Linked DNA regions of Sus scrofa: region 1 is linked to region 2. A link is a contact called in public HiChIP or PLAC-seq data. All regions are on one chromosome and are shown on one strand. Each heading gives the region's core, a stretch centred on a gene start, on an enhancer-like site or on the middle of the called end of the contact. The rest is flanking DNA. Distances are from core to core; before and after follow the strand shown. Region 1 has its middle 36 kb from the start of LPIN2. Region 2 holds the start of LOC733637 (myosin regulatory light chain 2 protein).

What was found. HiChIP or PLAC-seq counts read pairs in DNA pulled down with a chosen protein or histone mark.
Region 1: an H3K27ac HiChIP or PLAC-seq map of alveolar macrophages shows a contact between it and region 2. The contact joins the enhancer-like site here to the promoter of LOC733637 in region 2. A contact is called at or near these places in 1 of 5 promoter capture datasets (liver), 4 of 47 Hi-C or Micro-C datasets (epiblast stem cells, fetal skeletal muscle, liver and 1 more) and 2 of 2 datasets of contacts at active chromatin or transcription factors (alveolar macrophages and skeletal muscle).

What each region holds. Positions count from the first base shown.
Region 1 is chr6:103,648,163-103,654,653 of Sscrofa11.1, reverse strand. It overlaps a transcript of LPIN2 not described here. Among named protein-coding and RNA genes, the nearest start is that of LPIN2, 36 kb to the left of the region's middle. Within about 2 kb of position 4,378, at least 18 of the 83 cell types and tissues checked have an H3K27ac peak or open chromatin away from gene starts, as enhancers often do. A contact at or near this core is called in alveolar macrophages, liver and omental adipose tissue, where this site is marked.
Region 2 is chr6:103,421,378-103,427,996 of Sscrofa11.1, reverse strand. It overlaps LOC733637 (myosin regulatory light chain 2 protein), which reads left to right and starts at 3,207. Exons shown (of 4, transcript NM_001244251.2): 1 at 3,207-3,332.

The DNA of each region.
Region 1 (6,491 bases), core at 3,129-5,628, 230 kb before region 2:
TGAAGGTCAGTGGGGCTTGTGCACAGGAGCTCCACAGGACTGGGGGAAAGAGAGACCCCATTCTTAAAAGGCGCACACGGGGAGTTCCCGTCGTGGCGCAGTGGTTAACGAATCCGACTAGGAACCATGAGGTTGCGGGTTCGGTCCCTGCCCTTGCTCAGTGGGTTAACGATCCGGCGTTGCCGTGAGCTGTGGTGTAGGTTGCAGACGCGGCTCGGATCCTGCGTTGCTGTGGCTCTGGCGTAGGCCGGTGGCTACAGCTCCGATTCAACCCCTAGCCTGGGAACCTCCATATGCCGCGGGAGCGGCCCAAGAAATAGCAACAACAACAACAAAAAAGACAATAAATAAATAAATAAATAAATAAATAAATAAATAAATAAATAAAAACAAAAAAAAAAAAAGGCGCACACGGACTTTCACGTGCACTGGGTCCCAGGGCAGAGGGAGGTCTCCATAGGAATCTGGGTCAAACCTGACCGCAGTTCTTGGAGGACATCCTGGGAAAACAGGGGTGAATGTGGCTTGTGAGGGAAGGACATTGAAGGCAAAGCTCTCAGCAATATTCAGCAGCCTGCCTTTCTCTGGAGGTAGCCATTTGGGGAAAATCTGGCCCCACCCTTTGTCAGTCAGCTGCTGAGAAGCCCCAGGCCAAACAACAATCCAGGTGGGATCACAGCCCCGCCTCTCAGTAAACAGGCTCCCTAAAGACCCCTCAGGCACACAGCCGCCTCTAATCCCATCCAGAGACTAAGCCCCACCCACCAGAGGGATTAGAATCAGCTCCACCTACCAGGCAGGCATCAGTCCCTCCCATCAGAAAGCCTACACCAAGCCCCCATACTGACTTCAACCACAGGGGGGCAGAGGCTACAACTCTTCTATCTTTAAGAAGGTCACCACACCAAAACCTATAAAAATGAAAAGACAGAGGACTATAACTCAGACGAGGGAGAAAGAAAAAACCCCAGAAAATAAGCTAAGTGAGGAGGAGATTCTTAGCTTCCAGGAAAAAGACTTTAAATTGTTGATGCTGAAGATGATGCAAGACATTGGAAATAAACTGGAGGCAAAGATGGATAACTTACAGGAAACACTGATGAAAGAGATACAAGATATAAAACTTAAACAAGAGATGCAAAATACAGTAACCAAAATAAAAAATTCACCAGAAGCAGCTAACAGCAGAATACAGGAGGCAGAACAACAAATAAGTGAGGTGGAGGACAGATTAATGGAAATTATGGATGTGGAACAGAAAAAAGATTGAAAACAAATGAAGAGAGTCTCAGAGAACTCTGGGACAACATGAAACACACCAACATCCGTATTATAGGGGTGTCACAAGGAGAAGAGAGAGAGAAGGGGACAGAAAAAATATTCCAAGAGATAATAGCTGAAAACTTCCCTAACATGGGAAAGAAACCACTCACTCAAATCCAGGAAGCTCAACAAGTACGATACAAAATAAACCCAAGGAGGAATACACTGAGACACATATTAATCAAACTGACCAAAATTAAAGACAAAGAGAAAATCTTGAAAGCAGCTAGGGAAAAGAAACAAGTAACATACAAGGGTACCCCAATAAGGTTATCGGCATATTTTTCACCAGAAGCTCTGCAGGCGAGAAGGGAGTGGCATGATATGCTTCATGTGATGAAAGGAAAAACCTCCAATCAAGATTCCTTTACCCAGCAAGGCTCTCATTCAGATTTGAAGGAGAGAGCAAAACCTTCACAGATAAGCAAAAGTTGAGAGAATTCAGCAACACTAAACCAGCCTTACAACAAATACTAAAGGAACTTCTCTAGGCAGAAAAGACAGCAACAGGAAACAAAAATTCCACAAATGACAAGGCTCACCAGTAAAGGTATATATACAGTAAAGACATGAAATCATCCATGCACAATTATACCACCAAAATCAGAAATCATGAGAAGAGGTGGGTACAAATGCAGGACACTGGAAATGAACTTGCAATTAAGAGAACAACAACTTAAAACACTCTCACATACATATAGACTCTTATATCAAAACTTCAGAATAACTGCAAGCCAAAAATCTACAATTGATACACCAAATTGAAATCCAAAGGAATTAGTGAGGTCAAAGCTACAGCAACCACTTTGGGGGTCACCATGAGGATGCCAAGTGATGGTGCCAGACCCTCCAGGGAGCCACGAGGAAATCAAGAGTTACTGTGCCACAGATCTAGTTAAAGGTGACCCCTGCTGCATCAATTCTACCAACCTCATTTGTGGCCTCAATCTCCTGGCATTGACTCCCATAGGCAAAGAGCAGGGTCTTCCCTCACTACCAGCTACACAAGAAGGAAACAGGCACTTGTCCATCAGCTTACTTAACTCCTGGCCATAGGTGACAGAATTCCCCAGCTCCCAGAACAGTTTTTCACAGCTCTAAGCAGTTGCAGTTAACTCTCAGGAATGCAGCCCCCGTTTCTTGGAGGGAAGGCTTTTAGATCAGGCAGCACAAGCTCACCACTTTTTCCTGTCTCAGCTTAAAAGATGGGCCAGGGCACAGGAACGTGGACCCTTGTGCAGAGAGCCCAGCTCCAGGCACCCCAGATTGGCACTTGCAGAGGGTCCTGGGAAGATGGGAGGAGCTCCCTCCAACCCACGCCAGTTAAAACACAGCCTGAATTTCATGTCCTGCCTTACTTAGCTTGGCACCTACTAGGGCCCCAGCAGAAATTGGAGGAGGGGGACATCCCTTTCCAGGCTCTGGGAGGACATTCTGTGCTGGGCTGGGCCCTGGTTTTACATAGCTAAGCAAAACAAACGCCAGGTAAGGCTCCACCAGCGCCTGCTCACCAAGCTACATTGATATGAACAACAGCGAGGCTGTAAAGCCACATCTGCAATGTTGGAAAATAAACCATTTCATACGTCAATGTGTTTAAAAGCTGCAGCCACTGTGATGTGCCAAGCACTGCTCTGAGCTGGAATCGGGCAGTGAACTTGGCTGGTACCTGCCCCCAGCACTTAGAAGCCAACCCTCAGGAGGGAGGGAGGGAGACCACAAACAAAAATTACTGATGAAGGAAATTTAAGAGGGTAACGGAGGAAAGGCAGGAGGGGGCTACTTTAGGTTAAAAGATTGGGGAGCCCCAAACAAGAAAATATATGACGGAATTTTAAAAAACCAAAACTCCAGGATGTTCATGTGGCTCTGCTGGTCAGCCTAAGGGTTTACTTCTTCACGAGACTGTTTGCTCTTTAGGCATTCTGCCCACCTTCAAACTGTTTCAGAAAGAAAGCAACAGTACAAAATGAGGTGACTCAGACACTAAATAATAAAATATTCAGGAAACTAGTGGAAATTTTAGCAGTCTCACAGCCTGAACAAAAATCTCCAGTTGTAATCTAAAATTGCATCCTGAGAGTAGCTTTCTGATCTTCAGTGAAGACAGATGTGCCTAAAAGCATCTTGTAAAATGTTACAATAACTAGACATTCTGTGAACAGAGAGGGTGTTACACACTATTCCCTCTTGAAATTCACTCTTGAACTGTGCCCCCAAATGAAAAGTTGAGGTTTAAACCCTCAATACCTCAGAACATAACCTTATTTGGAAAAAGGATCTTTACAGAGGTAACTGAGCTAAAATGAGGTCATTAGGGTGGGCCCTAAACCAGTATGACCAGCTTCCTCATAAAAAGGGGAAACCTGGACCAAGACAGACACATGTGCAGGCACACAGAGTGCCATGTGAATGCAAGGTAGAGATCAAAGTGCTGCACCTACAAGCCAAGAAATGCTGAGACTGCCAGCTACCGGGGAGGCAGCCCTCAAAGAAGCAGCCTTGTCGACACCTGGATCTCAGACTTCCAGCCTCCAGAACCTTTGGTTTATTCCACCAGTTTGTGGTGTGTTGTTACCGCAGCCTTCACAAACGAACCCACCCACTAACACAAAAGAAATAAAAAAGGAATAACTAGCAGGTACAAAGAGAATGGCTAGAGACAATGAAAAAAGTCCAAGTTTTTGAAAGATGAAACATGGATGGAGGAAAAAAAAGAGGCCTAGAAAGTTACAAGTACTCCAAGCCCTCACTGGTGGAGATAACGCCAAAAACATCAACAACCAGGTGAAAATTTCCCAAAGACATGATTTTCCAAAATGAAAGTTCCCACTGGATGCCCAGCACAAAGAACAGAAGCATCCTCATGCTGTGCTGCAGCCACGGCGGCTGTGCCAGAAAGCCCTGTCATTTCTTTGGGGGCAAAGGGCAAGGCCACACCAAGCAGGGGGCACCTGGCTGCAGTGACTCTTCCCCAGGCCTCTGCCCCTGAGGCCTCACTGGCTTGAGATGTGCCCGACGCACAGATCTACAGACCCCCAGACACACCGACCCACCAGCCAAGCACGAGCAGGCAGGACAAGGCCAGGCTGCGGGTTCATGCCAAGGGAACCCGTGACTCCCTGACCCAGGCTGTCAGGTGACCAAAGCTGCAGGTAACAGACAATCACCTCATCCAGAGGTTGAGGGGCTTTAAGGAGAGAAAGTAAAAGTACTGAAAGCACCTGGGAGAAGGGAAGACGGAGAGGGACAGAAACAGGAATTTAAAAGCTTGCGGCTTCTCAAGAAAAGTGATTTCTCAAAAGTAACAATTCACAACACTAAGGGAAAAATTACTTCCTCTCTAGCATTCTACAGCCAGCCTACAACCAAGTAGGAGGCTAGAGCAGACATCCAGACCCCACAATCTCACAGAAGTGACCCTCTGTGAACCTGTCCTTGAAAAGTGCAGGACGTGCCCACCAAGATGAGGAAGCCGCTGGGAGGAGAGAAGCTGCGGAGAGGTCAGCGGGGTCGGGTGTGGGGGCTGGGGAGCCCTGTCGGAGGCCGGGGCCCAGGTGCCAGTCGGGGGCTGCACATGGGACTGGTACCAAGAAACACAGGCCAAAAGAACAATTAACTCCAGAGAAAACAAAGATCTGAATTGGCGAAGAATAAAATCTTCGTTCTGAACAATATTTAGTCACAAAAACATCAACACTGAACATTCTGAAAATAAATTAGGATACGATTCTACTGGGAGGCAAGGACACCTGTGTGAGATGAACCCTCATGGTGTGCCAGGAAATCCACAGGGAACACCTAAAATCCCAGCCCACACTCCCGCAGCGCAGGCCTGTGGACGTGGAACCAAGTCCCGCGAGAAACAGGCGCAAAGAGTTGAAAGGAGCTGCTTCTAGGGAGCAGTGATCAGCAGGGAGGAAGAGACGGTGTTTTTCACTATACACCTCATAGTACTCTTCGAATTTTTAAACTTTATAAAAAAAATACTTAAAAAATTTAATATGAAGAGAACTCTTATGTGATGCAGCCTTATAAAAAAGAATCCTATTCAGAGGAATGAAAACTACTAGAGAAAAAAAAAACAAACACCAAGCAAATATGAACAACTGTGGGATTTGTTTTGTTCTGCTTTTAATTAGGAAAAGCTCTTTTTCCTACTCTCAACCTTAGCACCTGTGATCCACTTAGGTATGTCTCATTAACAAGACCAAACAAACAAACTAGGAAATTTAAATACAGCGAAGTTCCCATTAAATTATCTAGTTAACTGACTTGGGGCAGGGAAATGTCCTAACACAAAAGCCCTTTTCCATTCTATGGCAAGAATACCAGCAAAAGATTTAGCCAGTATTTAAAAGGATATTCAGAACATTAAAAAAAAAAAAAAAATCAGCTCTCAAAACAATCAATACAGGGTATATTAGTATTTTTCAACTCCTAGGGAATAAAATTTCATGTAGTTTTATAATCTAAGGAAATTTTAATGAAATGATTAGAGCCTTGGAGAAAAATGTTAATTACTTAGAGACTTTATGAACTAGTCAGCAGCAGACTTTATTCTCCTAGTTAAGCATTCATCTGCACTATATACACTAGGTATAGAAGACAGCTCCGCTTTCTAGATACACGGATAAAGCTCTACCCACAGGCGGGGACGGTAAAATTCATATAGCCAGAGATAAAATAATGGCAAAAGTCACAAGACTTAAATCTGTAAACACATGTTGTGCATAAGACATACAAAATCGCTGATTTACAAAAGTCCATTTCCTATTTTGACATGATAAAGACAAAAGTTCTGGGTCAAGGAAGAAATTCTAAGCACAGGAAGCAGTCCTATTTTTGGGCAGAAACATCTTTCAACTAAACATCATACTTTCATGCTAAAGACGAGTGAGCAGAGAGGCTCTCTCCAAGATACTTCCTCTGACCCCCTTTCAATCCCTGCCTACTCCAGCTTTCTACACAAGCAGACTTACTTAACTCCCCTAAAAGCCTGTCAGATACACCTCAGGGCAAGGGGGATGTTCCACTCACCTTTTTTGCCCTTTGCCCTGTGCTTATAGACATTGACATCACTGGTTAGGTCTCCCGCCTGCCACCTGCCTCTGGTTCTCCGGGTGGCTTGTGGCTCTGGCTTAATACACAGAATTAGCCCATCAGAA
Region 2 (6,619 bases), core at 1,958-4,457:
ATCCCTAGCTTCTACCCATTAGATACCAGTCGCAGCTCCTTGGTTACAAAAATCAAAAATGTCTCAAGACATTGCCAAATGTTCCCTTGGCGGGGGAGAAGTCATCCCTGGTTGAGAACCTACACATTAGTGGATCATAAATTCACATATACTAAGTCTTGAGGAGCATTTTTAAAAGTTAAATGGCAAAAAATCAAAAAGAATACTCTAGAAAGTACTGCTTACTGATATAAGTTATGTGGGTTTGGGTCAAAAATTTGAAAGCTACTGTTGTATACTTAACAAAAACTTTCATATAAATGAACTCATGTAATCAGAAAATACCACAAAATAAGCAAGGTAGATATTACAAATCAGAAAATTGAGCCTCAGACCGGTTGAGTGACTTGCCTTCAGGGTTATTCAGTCTCTAAACTTTTAATGAGAAGATGAAAAGGAGATTGTCACCTCGGGGCAAAGATCTCCTGTAAAGTCCAAAAGGGCAGAGATACCAGAGTGAGAGGTCTTTGGTGGTGGGTCCAATCATTAAAATTGAATATCAAAACATAATTTGGAAATTTGAATACCATTTTATCAAGATTTTATTTTTCCTCACTGCTAAACTTTGCTACCCACAGTTAATTGGGGAATAAATAAACGAATGAATGAACATGGACCACACAATTCCTGCTAGTCTTCAATCAGCCAGCCCCCGCCCCCCCATCACTTCCAATCAGGCAAGTTGCTCTCATTAGCTGGAATCTTCCTCTCCTCTCCTCCCCACTGACTTCCAGAATCAGCTCTCAATAGTCCTCCGTGGGATTTTCTACAAGTCCCCAGAGAGGCTGATTTCCTCCTCTATGTTCCTTCTGTAAACCTTATCTAATTCTGCTGTAATGATCTGTTTCACGTTTGTTCCCTGACACTCCCTGTGCCTTTGGCACCCTTTCTACACCCTCCCCTGTCATCCCAGAGGTAGCAACTATTTTCTATTTCAAAAGCCATAAAAAGCACAGCACTCACCACAGTGCTTGGCAGTGTAGCTGCTGCTTAATACCTGTCAACTGAGTGGCAGACAGACGCAATGAGGAGAAAACTTAGCTGCCCCTTTCACCATATGGGACAGTTTTCTTTATGAAGGACAAAAGTGCAAGCCCCAGCGCCCCCTGGTGACAGGCCACCGCTCCGTGGAGGTGTGTGAGCACTGCAGGGTGCAGGATGCCAAGCCAGGCCCCAAGACCCATCATCTGCAGTCCCTGACCTGGGCATCTGGAATGTGTCACTGCCCCATCTTAGACTCTAAGCCATCTAGCTCTGAGTTCCCACCTTTGGTGATAAGAGTCGCTTAGGACCCCTGTTAAATTGACAGCTACCCAGAAGCTGCCCTAGATTTTTTTTTTTTTTTTAATTTTTGTCTTTTTAGGGCCACACTCGCGGTATACGGAGGTTCCCAGGCTAGGGGTCCAATCAGAGCTATAGCTGCTGGCCACAGACACAGCAACACCAAATCCTTAACCCACTGAGCGAGGGCAGAGATCAAACCCTCAACCTCATGGTTCCTAGTCAGATTCATAACCACTGAGCCATGACGGGAACTCCTGCTCTAGAAGATTCTGATTCAGCAGGTTCGAGATGGGAGTACCCAATATTTTGTATTTTTAGATAGTAGCCACCCCCTTCCAAAGGATTCTCACTATTAAAGCTGTTTAGTAAACTAATCATCTTTGTTTCAATTATTCTGGAGAATTAGGAGAGCTACTTATTTTTCAGTGACTTGGCCTCTAAGTGAACTTTGGAATATATTATTGGTTAAGAGACTGGTGTTCCCAAGGTTCAGCGGTTTAGAACCCAGCTAGTACTCATGAGGATGCAGGTTCATCCTGGCCCCCATTCAGTGGGTTAAGGGCCCTGCCTTGCCATGAGTTGTGGTGTAGCTCGGATGGCAGACGCATCTCGGATCTGGTGTGGCTGTGGCTGTGGTGTAGGCCAAGAGCTGCAGCTTCAATTTGACTCCTAGCCTGGGAACTTCCATCTGCTGCAGGTGCGGACCTAAAAAGACAAAAACAAAACAAAACAGAGGAAATGCTCCTGAGGTCTTTGAAGGTGTAGCTTAATCACATCCCGAGTGCATTACTCTGCAGCTTTTACCTTTCTTGTCAGCAGGGTGAGAGCGGCTTTCGAGGGGACCCCAAGCCTCAGAACTGCTCTGGCCTGGTGAGCCAGACCAGGCTCCCAAGCCCGGCTTTGGGGTGACCTGGAGTGTCATGGGCTCCAGCCCACTCCTTCGTCGCCGCACTTGCCAGACTGGACAGAGGAGGGCAGAATTGGGCGACGCAGTGTCTGAAGCTGTGTTGGGAAAGGAGAACTGAGAAACTATAGGCCAGACTTCTTACTCTTTTCACCAGGCACCCTGAGAGGCATGGGCGTGGTTAGGAAGCTCCACGCTGTGGGTCGCGGGTCTTCCCTCAGAGCCCGATGGAGACAGGTTCTCCCTGTTGTCGGGGACTCAAGAAGCTCCGGTGGGAAACAGAACCCCAAACTTTCTGAAGAGGGAATAAGTCTTCCGCCTGCCTTGGCCTGAGGAGATCCTTCTGGGGCAGAGATAGTGGCCGCTTCGCTGGGGGCCCCCGGGACTTCACAATGTTTGCTCCTGACGGAGGGGCGCGACCCTTTATAAAATAACATGGTACACAGAAATCAAATCTCTCGCCTAAAGGCCTCATCTTGAGGTACGCTAGCCGTGCTGGACCCTCAGGAGAACCAAAAACTCCCAGGTCAACCTGAGGCGAGCCCCAGGCGCAGGCGCAGGACTGCTCGGCGCCAGGGGCCGGGCACTCGGAGGCGGGGCGAAGGCCACTCACGTGAGCCGCGAAATATCTCCGCGATTTCCCTACAAGGACTTCGGCTGCCGAGCCCCGCCCCTAGCCGGGCTTTGGAATGTGCGGAGGGGCAAACCCACAGGAGAGACTCACCCATTTGCCAACAGAAAAGGGGGGAAAGAAAAGCTTACTTTGTAAAAGGGGGTATAAAAAAGACTAAAACTTAGTCATTAGTCCCAATGAACCATTTAACGTTTTTCTATGTGCTAGGCTGCCCAATTGATACTTTCTTGCAATGCAGTCGGTCAAAATTACGCCCTTGGAGCATACTGGCAACACCCCTGCCCCGTCGCCCTTCCGTTAACCCAGGCTCACAGTGTTAGCCCAGAATGGTGACTCGACTTCCTTCCGGTTCGCTAGGCGGAGGCCGGAAGTGTTGGATTGTAGCGGCTCTGGTATTGGAAGCGAGTTAGTAGCGGCAGCCGAGGCAGCGAGGGGGTACCCGAAGCAATCGGATTCTTGCGGCTGAGCAGGGTGAGTGGTGCTTGGGGCTCATTCTGGCCGCATACCCGTGGGGCGGCTGATGAGCAGCGGTGCTTCCGTGGTACCGGGAGCGCACCTGGGCAGATGTACCAGCCGCTTCGTGGGTTTCGAGCCCAAGGGCCAGCTCCAGTATCAAAAGCCGGGGGCCGGAAACGGCCCAGATGCCAATTTTGCCAGACTTGGAGGTCAGGAAATGTGGCTTAGCCTGCTGGCGCCGCGAGCTTGGGCGACAGCCGGCCTGGGAAACCCGAGCCCCGCGGATCTGACTCTGGGACTAAGTTTAGTTTCTAACGTAAACTTGCCGGATTCAAGAGTTTGCGCAAAAACTGTAGCCCATTGCCTCCCCCACCACCACTCCGGCGCACCTCCCCGCTGCAGCTGTTGTTGCAGCTGTGTGGCTACGTTTAGTTGGAATAACCACCTCAAATTAGCATCTTCCTCAGCTCAGTGTCCATTCTGTAATTAGAACTTTGTTTTAAGTGATATTTGGGCAAAGGGAGGTTTGGTGTTTAATTTGCGGCTTCAGAAAAATTCCATAATACACCACCACATTCCTTTTGGGTGGAGACTTGGGGTTATATCAGTTTCCCAAAGTGTTTCTTTTTATAGTAGTTGAATTGGTTTATCAAAGAGTATGTCAGTTCTTTACAGAACTTGGAGTAGAAATAAGCGTTCAGGTGAGATTTTAACTTCAGCGCACAAAGTTTTATATCTAAAGGTGAAGAAAGTGAGTATTTCTTAAAATTATTGCTGTTTGTTTCATGTTCTGGAAGGCATTCGATAAAACTTGACCAGAGAGCTTTTTATTTTCAAAAGTGAGGCTTTACTCTCAGTGAACCCCGACAAAGAATTGCCTTTGTCAAGTGCTGAGAACTTTTTGGGTGTGGCAGTCTAAGGGAACTGTTCCTACCTTTAACCGGAAGTTTGCAAAGGAATTGAAAACTTGGTTTAGTTGGAACGGAAGCACCACCCTGAAAATGTACTTTTAAAAAACTGTGGTTGGCACCAAAAAGTTATATATCTATTTAGCTTGGAAAAAGGTTTATTGTTTAAATGAGACAAATCAGTAGATTTGGTCTGGACTCGGAAAGCAGACACTGTGCTGTCGTACTAGGAGGTGTTTTCTGAAATGAGAGTTTTTCCTTAAAGAACATGTTTCCAGAATACTGGTCAATTTGAGTGTTCTGTAGTAGAAAAAGTCTTCAGCTCAGTTTACACTTATTACCACTATAAATGCTGGAATCTAGGATTCTAACTAGAGTAATATAGTGTAATGTTGATTAATTTGTAATGGGATTAATCCCATTTTACAAATGAAACCAGAGTATCTAGAAATTCTGAAAAAAATCTTCTGGTTGCCCTTGGTGTGAGGATCTTTATTTTCCATTTCTCCATCCCTTAAATCTAGTCTTAACACCCTAGTTTGTATACCTCCTTTTTGTCATAAGCCTGAATGATTATCTTGGTATTTGATCAAACTAAAAAAAAAAAGAAAAATCCAGAAATTCATTACCAGCAACACGCCCCTTCCCTGATTAAGGCAAGATTATATTCCATCACATCTGTAAACTGAACCTCCTTGACCATGAGATTGTGTTTCATTCACTTTCTCCGGCATCTGAAATCCTTATGTATTTCATAGAAGCTGCAAGTTTCATACAATATATAGCCCTTCATCCCAAAGTTCTTTCATTGTTCTTTCATTAAATGCTTAAGAAATACTCCAGTCTCCAATTTAGGATGAGTGAGGATCCTTGTAACTTGGAAGTCCCAAGTGCCTTTATGGCAAATCCTCCCGTCCTGCTTAAATTGATGTGTGAAATATCTTCAACTTTATTTTACCCTAACTTATGAGAGTTGTGAATTTGCTAAAGGCTTGTTACATGAAGAGAGTTTCAGTCTGACTTGTATGGGGAATGTAAAAATGGACAGCATACTAGAATCATAATTAGGAGAACAGTGACAGTATCTGTTGTAAGTGATCTGCTCCTTGGGATCATAGACAGCACTGCTCCTCATTTGGCTCCCTCTCCACCAGTGTTTATTCCACCCATGCTTTCAGTTTGGTGGAAAAATATCCACCCTGCCCATATTTTTGAATGATTGACTTCTGAAGTGAACTCCCTGTCAGGTTTCTGGCAGGAGATAAATTCATAGATCAGTGTCCACCCTCCTTGAAAAAGTCAGGGCCCATGTAGTGACTTGCCCAACATCACACTACCAGTTTTTGGTAGAATTACCTACCTTAATTTGTTAGAATTAAGACTAACATTTAAATCTTGTAATTCTAAAGAAATCTTGTAGCTTTTAGGGGTTTTCAGGGTCTCCTCACCCACCAAATCTTTTAGAAATAAAGACCTTTTCTGAACTCACAGTATTTGATAATTATGTACTACCATTGTGTTATTTATTTTTGTTATACATACTGTTAACTTGAGAGTAATACTTCTGGAATGAAAGCTGTGTGATGCATCTCATGAATCGAACCAATCATCTTATTTCTTTACAGTTACCTCCCTAAGTATATTTTAAGCTTCTTGAAGATAGGACACTTATCTTACATTTCTTAATTCTTAAGTAATAATCAATACTCATAACATTTGATGCATATGAGTGTAATTCTACTGATCGTATTAAAGACTGATGATTCAGTATTGAATGAGCTAAAGAAAAATTCTGTGAGACCCTTGTTGGTGCTGACCAAAAAAAAAAAAAACTTTATAACTTTAAGAAACTATCTTATAGGAGTTCTTGTGGCTCAGTGGAAACAAACCCAACTGTTACCCCTGAGAATGCAGGTTCGATCCCCAGCCTCAATCAGTGGGTTAAAGATCTGGCGTTGCTGTGAGCTGTAGTATAGATCATAGATGCGGCACGAATCCGGTATTTCTGTGGCTGTGGCATAGGCCGGCAGCTGCAGCTCCAGTTTGACCCCTGGCCTGGGAACTTCCATGTGCCACAAGTGGGGCCCTAAAAAGCAAAAAAAGCAAAAAAAAAAAAAAAAAGAGTATTTACAGATTTGAAGACTGCATGGTTAAAAGAAACGCTAATAGGAAATACATCAAAATTCAAAGGTGTTACTTTATAATCCGAACTAAGCATTTTAAAAACGTACCTAGAGGCCCCCCCACCAGATTTAGTATTATGAGGTTTTTAGATTAAAAATCAGTTGTGTCAACCATTTAACCTATAATTTTTATCAGTTTCTTTCTTAACTGACATTTGTACGTTATTAGGGTAAGACAATGTCAAACAAAAGACTATTTTTTTATTTTATT